2 separate regions of the Macaca mulatta genome follow, and region 1 is linked to region 2. Evidence: chromatin contacts called from public Hi-C data. All regions are on one chromosome and are shown on one strand. The core of a region is the stretch at or near the end of the contact, and the rest is flanking DNA. Distances in the headings are between cores, read along the strand shown.

Region 1 (3,550 bases), core at 758-3,257, 190 kb before region 2:
CACGGGTGTCTTGAAGGTTTGGAAGGGACTGTGTACAATTCCAGGAATTGGCAGTTGAGGTGCCTGCAGGGAGATAATATACAGAAATTGGCTTCAAGTAAATATTTGTCTGTAACACCATGTTGATCTGATTTCTGCAAATTGCTGAGGAACAACTCTGGTTTATAGTGCTTATAAAAAGATTTTTTCAAAGATCTTATGCTTCAAGATTTTAAAATGTAAAAATATCTTCTCTATGCCACACAACTTCATTTCCCTCTACTTTTTTTTTTTTTTTTAATACCTTATGCCAGACTTGCATTTATTTTGGGCATATCATCAGCAAAGGAATATGCAAATAATTTTAATTCATCCTGTAAGCAATGAGTGGAAAATGAGCTGTACCTGATGCAGCTTCTCAAATACAACATTGAAAAAGCCTAAAAATGAAGGCACTACATAAGCAGAATATGCATTAAAAGGAAAAAAAAAAAAAAACACCCAGGAAAAATGAAGGCAGATTCCTCCACTCCTGCTCTAAAGCCTCCCCTCTATTCTGCACTTTTGGTAGAGTATGAAGTGTCACATGAATGTTAGAGGGTATATACATTTTTTTAACTTTTCTTGTATATACATCGTATAAGTTTTTTTCATGGTAAGAGCACTTAAAATCTACTCAGCAAATTTATAATGCAGTAACTATGGTCCTCATGCTATACATTAGACCTACTGGTTCATTTTGTAACCTAGGCAAGTTTGATCTAAATTCTTAAATGTAAAGTATTGAAATTATCTTCCATAAACACAACGTCATTTTTATGCAAAATAAGCTTTGATGGAGACATGTGGACATAATTTACTAAGGCTCCATGAAGGCGGGGCTGTGGTTCTCTGCTGTAGCTCAGCTTAGAGAGCCCTGCCTGCCATACAGCAGGTGCACAGTGAGTAGGAGTTTGATGAATGAGTAAGGAGGAATTGCTGGGAGTAAACTAAACACCTAAAAGTATTGCTGAGAATTTTTAAAGCAGTAGAGTGCAGCTGGATTACAGCATCTCCCTTCTCAAATACTTAGATGATGAACACACTACAGTAAAAGCCAGCACCTCCTTCCTGCCCAAAACCAGCAAACAAAGGAAACTCCACAGCAAACAAGCAAAAGGATACAGCCAAATGCCAAAAATGTCACACACAAAAAAATGGTGATACGGGGGAAAAAATTATTGCCCAGGTGTGTAAGATTACTCCTGCAAATGGTCCTGGTGGCGGAGCAAAACTCAGAAAGTCTCACTGGTGGCCAGGCGCGGTGGCTCATGTCTGCAGTCCCAGCACTTTGAGTGTCTGAGGCAGGCAGATCGCCTGAGGCCAGGAGTTCGAGACCAGCCTGGCCAACATGACAAAACCCCATCTTTACTAAAAATACAAAAAAATTAGCCAGGCATGGTGGCAGGTGCCTGTAATCCCAGCTACTCTGGAGGCTGAGGCAGGAGAATTGCTTGAACCTGGGAGGCAGAGGCTGCTGTGAGCCGAGATCATACCATTGCACTCCAGCCTGGGCAACAAGAGTGAAACTCTGTCTCCAAAAAAAAAAAAAAAAAGGTCTCACTGGTGAGAAAAATAGGTTAATTGGGAGAAGAGAGGTATCTATATCTTTCTCCTGTTACTGCTGGGGGAAGTGAAAACTGAAAAGGGCTGCTGGAAAGAGACCAGTGAGAGACGGCTCGTGAACAAACAGGAGGGACTCTGATGGGTTCACGGGTTCCCTGCTGAACCAGAAAAAGGATCTAAAGCCTAGGGTGACCCCCACGGGTCACTGCATCACTCCCTGGGAAGGAAACTTTCATTCAGGACATTTAGAAAATCCTAGTCAAGAAACCAGAGACCAGATATTCTAGCAAAGATACAGTCTCAGCTGAGCTTTTCCCTGCCTCACCCCTAGCTATCAGGTCACAGAATGTAGAATAGAACACAAAATACAACTTGCAAAATGCTCGAAGAGAAAACCAAGGGAATTTGTTCACATTTTATGAAGTTGTCCTTTTACACAAGAACAAAATGAAATGACTCACTACCCACTAGAATGACTATAATAAAAGGAATTCTTAATCAGCTTGCCAGCCTGCGCAACATAGTGAGACCTGTCTCTTAAAAAAAAAAAAAAAAAAAATTCCAGGTGTGTGCCTGTAGTCCCAGCTGCTTGGGAGGCTGAGGTGGGAGCGATCTTTGAGCCCAGGAGGTGGAGTTCCAGTTAGCTACTGAGGACTAAACTCTGACCTTTTCCCTCTTGCCCAAATTCCTATCTAAGGGACTGGGGAGTTGCACCCTATAAATCATAAAATCTCAACGCAAATTTATTTAACCCTATATGATGTGGCTTACTTTCCACCCTGACTCTGGCATAACGTCACATGACAGATAAAGAAATCAAAATATTTTAACCCCAAATATGTTTCTTTGCCATATCTTGAAATGGCCCTGCATAGCTGTCTCTTGGGAAAATCTATGTTCTGCAAAGAGTCCCCTTCCCTTTCCAGGTCTTTTCCCTGACACAGCAGAGAATCAGTCACAAATCTGGCACCTTTTTCAGTCTAAGAAACATTTCCAATCTACTTTCTCTGAAGCTCACAACCTGGAGGCTTCATCTGCATGATAAGAACCTTGGTCTCCACAAACCCTTAGCATAACCCAGACACACCCTTCTGTTGATTAGAGGTCTTTATAGACAATAATGCTTTCAACCAATTGCCAGTTAGAAAATCCTTGAAGTTACCTATGATCTGGAAGCCCCTGCTTCGAGCTGTCCTGCCTTTCCAGATGGAACCAGTCTACATCCTACATGTATTGATTTGTGTCTTATGTCTCCCTAAAATGTATAAATTCAAGCTGTAGCCGGACCACCGTGGGCACATGTTCTTGGGACCTCTTGATACTGTGCCTCACTCATATTTGGTTCGGAATAAATCTCTTCAAATATTTTAGAGTTGGACTCTTCATCGACACTGTGACCGCGCCACTGCACTCCAGCCTGAGCCACAGAGCGAGACGCTGTCTCTAAAAAATAAAAGAAAAAAAAAAAAAGAAAAAACACAGTAACAAGTATTGATGAGAATGTGGAGAAACTGGAACCTTCATATGTTGCTGGTGGGGATGTAAAGTGATGCAGCCGCCCAGGAAACAGTCTGGCAGTTCGTAAAAGTGTTAAACATAGAGTTACCATGTGACTTGGCAAAACTTCTTCTAGGTATACACCCAAGAGAAGTGGAGATATGTTGTGAAAGTTGTCAGCACCAAAATGGGGTCACTTAGGTCAAACCCTAGCAAAATGGATCCAGGAGGCCCTGAAGGAGGAGTACTCATACACATGTGCCTATGATAAGAACTATTACAAGGACTCTGGAAACCATAAAAATTCCATGTTAAGCTGCTTCTGAGAAGACATCTCCCCAGCAACAGCCAGTGTGGCCAATGAGGAGCTATGAGCTTCAACAGTCAATACTTGTTGTTTCAAAGCAGCTTACGTGACTTTCTCCTTTTTGTCTTTGGAAAAGTTTGCCTTGACCCCAGGGTCTTCAGG
Region 2 (3,233 bases), core at 317-2,816:
CTATATTCAGTTTGGGTCCGAAGGTAAAGCATTCCCAGGCATTAGTTGTCTCCTTGAAGCCAGCAGAAGGAAGGATAGAGACTTCCTAGGCAAAGGCTACCATAGCAGTTAAATTTTTTCAAGTGAAAATCTCCTTTTCACAGAGCTTCTTAATAAGCTGCTGGCAAGGCTGCTATCAGTGCATCCTGCCAGTAAAGAAGAAAGGAGAAAGGAAGAAAGGTAAACAGCCTGGGCATCCCAGGCCTTCCTGGAACTTTCATAGGATTGGCTGATTGTTTCTCACAGTTCTAATTAAATGGTTAGCCCCGGGGAAAGCACACAGACATCTGAACGAATTATGAATTCAGAATCGCCACTGAAACACCTCTGTTTAAATTTGTCTAGCTTTAATGCAAACCAAATCAATTAGCTGTCAGTCTGACTAATATTTACTCTACCCAGTCATTACAATTAAATATTTGGTGAAATTAGCTGTTTTATATAAGTATTTAGTGTTATCTTTTATTGCAGCGCATCGGAACATTTTCCTACATTGGCAAAGCATTGTTGTGATACCTTCACATCTGGAGAGCTGTGTAATTAATATTATTAACAAAAGGAAAGATGATTTAATATTATTCAGAAACTTCGGAATGCAAGGCCGCCATTGTGTTCAAATGACCAAACTGGAAATGAATGTTATGGGGCTTAGGATAAAGTTCAATCAAATGCAGACGGTATTTTATTTTAATTAGCTCCAGTCCCTATTGTATAAAAGTGCTTTGATAAGTGATGGAATTTACAATCCACCCCATGTCACATAAAAGCAGATAGAATGTACATTTGTGAAAGCAAAACAAAACTCAAGGGGGGGTCAACAGCAGGACTTTGTTAAGCACGTGTGTGTGCATGCACACTTATTAGGCATCTTCTTTGCACTGATCCTGTACCAGAATGGTACAGTCATTTTCCTTGCATTCTTAATTACCTTTACTTGATGTTTTTCTTGCCATCTTTGAAAAGGGCCATTTTGCTCAGATGGCTTTGTTACTCAGCCCTAGCCTTGGAGGAACAGCCCCTGTGTTCTCAGTGTGCAGTTATCGGTCGCTGGGTTTTTCCAAGGCTTGTCATTTAAGCAAACTGAAAGCATTTGTTTTTAACTTGTTCTTTTGCCAAAAGTCTGGAGAAGGGTGGATATTACAGAAGCGTCGACCAATCACCGAAGGGGCTCACAAATTTTTTTAAAATTACTTGTTCTGATTATGTTCCAAGCTGGCTTATACTTAGTCGTTGCTGCCTGTGTCTTCCAGACCTTACATTTTAGCATGATGACTTGGGTTCAGCTCTTTCCTTCCCTACAGATCTCAGCCAGATTGGTGATGGAAATGGAAGGATAAAGATGTAAAGAGGGAGCCTTGGTGGCTCCTTACAGGGCCATAGGAGGCTTCGGTTTGATGCTTCATTTCAGTGCTTTAAAGTTTAGAAGTTGCAAAATGATTGCAAGGACCAGAGAAGGCATTCTGTTTTGTAGGATGGGACTTTGCCCCCAGAGTTTAATCAAAGCTCGGGTTTCCTTCCAGCAGTGATGCAATGTTGAAGTAGATCTTTCCATTAACCACAGATGGAATTTTATCTAACAGTTTTGTGTGCTAGAGCAATTCAAAGTGCAAACAAACAGAAAGTTCCTGACAAGAGCACATAGACAGTAAGTGACCACATTGGTCTCAGGGGTTGATGAACTGTGTAATGGACTGAGGGCAGGGCCAGGCAGCTGCCCAGGGCCCAGTGGATTTGCCCACATGGAGACGGTGAACTGCTCCCCCATGAGGGTGATAGATTGACAGTGACAAGCTGGCTGTTCACATTTTAAGTACCACCCAGCTGGTTCTAGTGGCATGGCTACTAGGAATTGGTAAAAAGTTTGAATGTGTAAATATACCTTAAAAGACACCATTTTACTCTTTCACCTGAATGCTCTGCCCTTCCACTTAGATGTCTCAAAGACAATTCAAAGTCAATATGTCCCAAACCCAGCTCACTGTCTCTGACCCAAGTCTGTCTCAGAGGGAAGCACTCATCCACATTTCACTGCAGTGCCGGTAACCTCTCCTTCCCTGCTACACTTGCTCCACCTCCTGTACAACCCGGCCCTGCCATGTCCTGTGTCTCCTGCCCTAGACCCAGCTCCTGTCATCTCTTGCCTGCACCACTGCACTGCCCCCCTTGCTGGCCTCATATGGGCATCCTTGCCCCAGCCAGTCACCTCCCATGCTCCTGAGGGATCCTCTGAAATACATGCCTGATGGTGCCACAAAGCTGTATCTACACCTCCCAAACCCTGCTTGTTCTGGTCTCTGGTGGCCCCCTGAGTCCCAGATACCATTGGCCTTTAAAGTCCTCCTTGGATGACTTTCGCTCTTTTTCCCTCTGCAGAGCTTTTGCACAGATGGCTCCCCACCTTCCCCTGTTGTTGCTGTCTTCCCCACCTTCCCCTCTGGGCTCCAGTATCCCTGCCACCAGAAAGCCTGCTCAGAGGCTGCAGACTTGGCCTGCTCTTCTAGCAGAAGTATGTTTGTATTCTAGATCTGGCCCTGGAGTAGGAGCACACAGCAGTGTTTGTTGGGAACGATGACTAGTTCAGTTTGTTTGGGATCTGTCAGGGACAGAGACAGAGTCGGCAGGGGAGCTGCAGGTGGTTCCTGGGGGACCTGGATCATCAGGCTTGGGAGGGTGTTCAGTATTCCAGAACCAGAGGAGAGGCAATGGGAAGGCGAACTGACCGTGCTCTGCGGATGCATCGGGAGAGAGGAACGTGGAGTTCAAAGCATGCAAGCCCATCTCTTGCCAATGCAACAGGAAGTTATCGAGGGCCAAGGCCACATACCATTTGTTTTTACTCCCTTACAAGTCCAGCAGCTACCCAGAGAGCAGTAGACAATGCTTACTGAAGCATATCTCAAGTTCCACAGATTTGGTTCACATAAGCAAGATATGTGTAACATAAGCAACTTCTTTCTATGTAAATACTTTAGAAGTAAATTCTGACCCACCTTAGCTAAATTATAGAAAAATCCTAAATATAGTTTGAATCAACAAAGCTGTATCCTGTATTGCTGGAGCTAAAATAACAGAGGTACTGACAGTGACTGGGTATCAGATATGTTGAGCAGCGTCGGACTTCATAGGTTGTTAGTCAGCTGGGGCAGTTGTAACAAAGTCCCATAGGATGCGGGGGCTTCAATCACAGAAATGTA

The links. Hi-C and Micro-C count contacts between places; a contact is called where the count stands out from the background.
Region 1: a contact with region 2 is called in a Hi-C map of fibroblasts, with 2.0 times the contacts expected there. The contact joins two enhancer-like sites. A contact is called at or near these places in 2 of 14 Hi-C or Micro-C datasets (fibroblasts and liver).

The regions. Positions count from the first base shown.
Region 1 is chr7:91,995,103-91,998,652 of T2T-MMU8v2.0, reverse strand. No RefSeq gene overlaps it. Among named protein-coding and RNA genes, the nearest start is that of TM2D3, 14 kb to the left of the region's middle. Within about 2 kb of position 2,007, at least 1 of the 40 cell types and tissues checked has an H3K27ac peak or open chromatin away from gene starts, as enhancers often do.
Region 2 is chr7:91,800,579-91,803,811 of T2T-MMU8v2.0, reverse strand. The region is part of intron 2 of PCSK6 (proprotein convertase subtilisin/kexin type 6); the gene reads left to right. Among named protein-coding and RNA genes, the nearest start is that of PCSK6, 52 kb to the left of the region's middle. Within about 2 kb of position 1,566, at least 3 of the 40 cell types and tissues checked have an H3K27ac peak or open chromatin away from gene starts, as enhancers often do.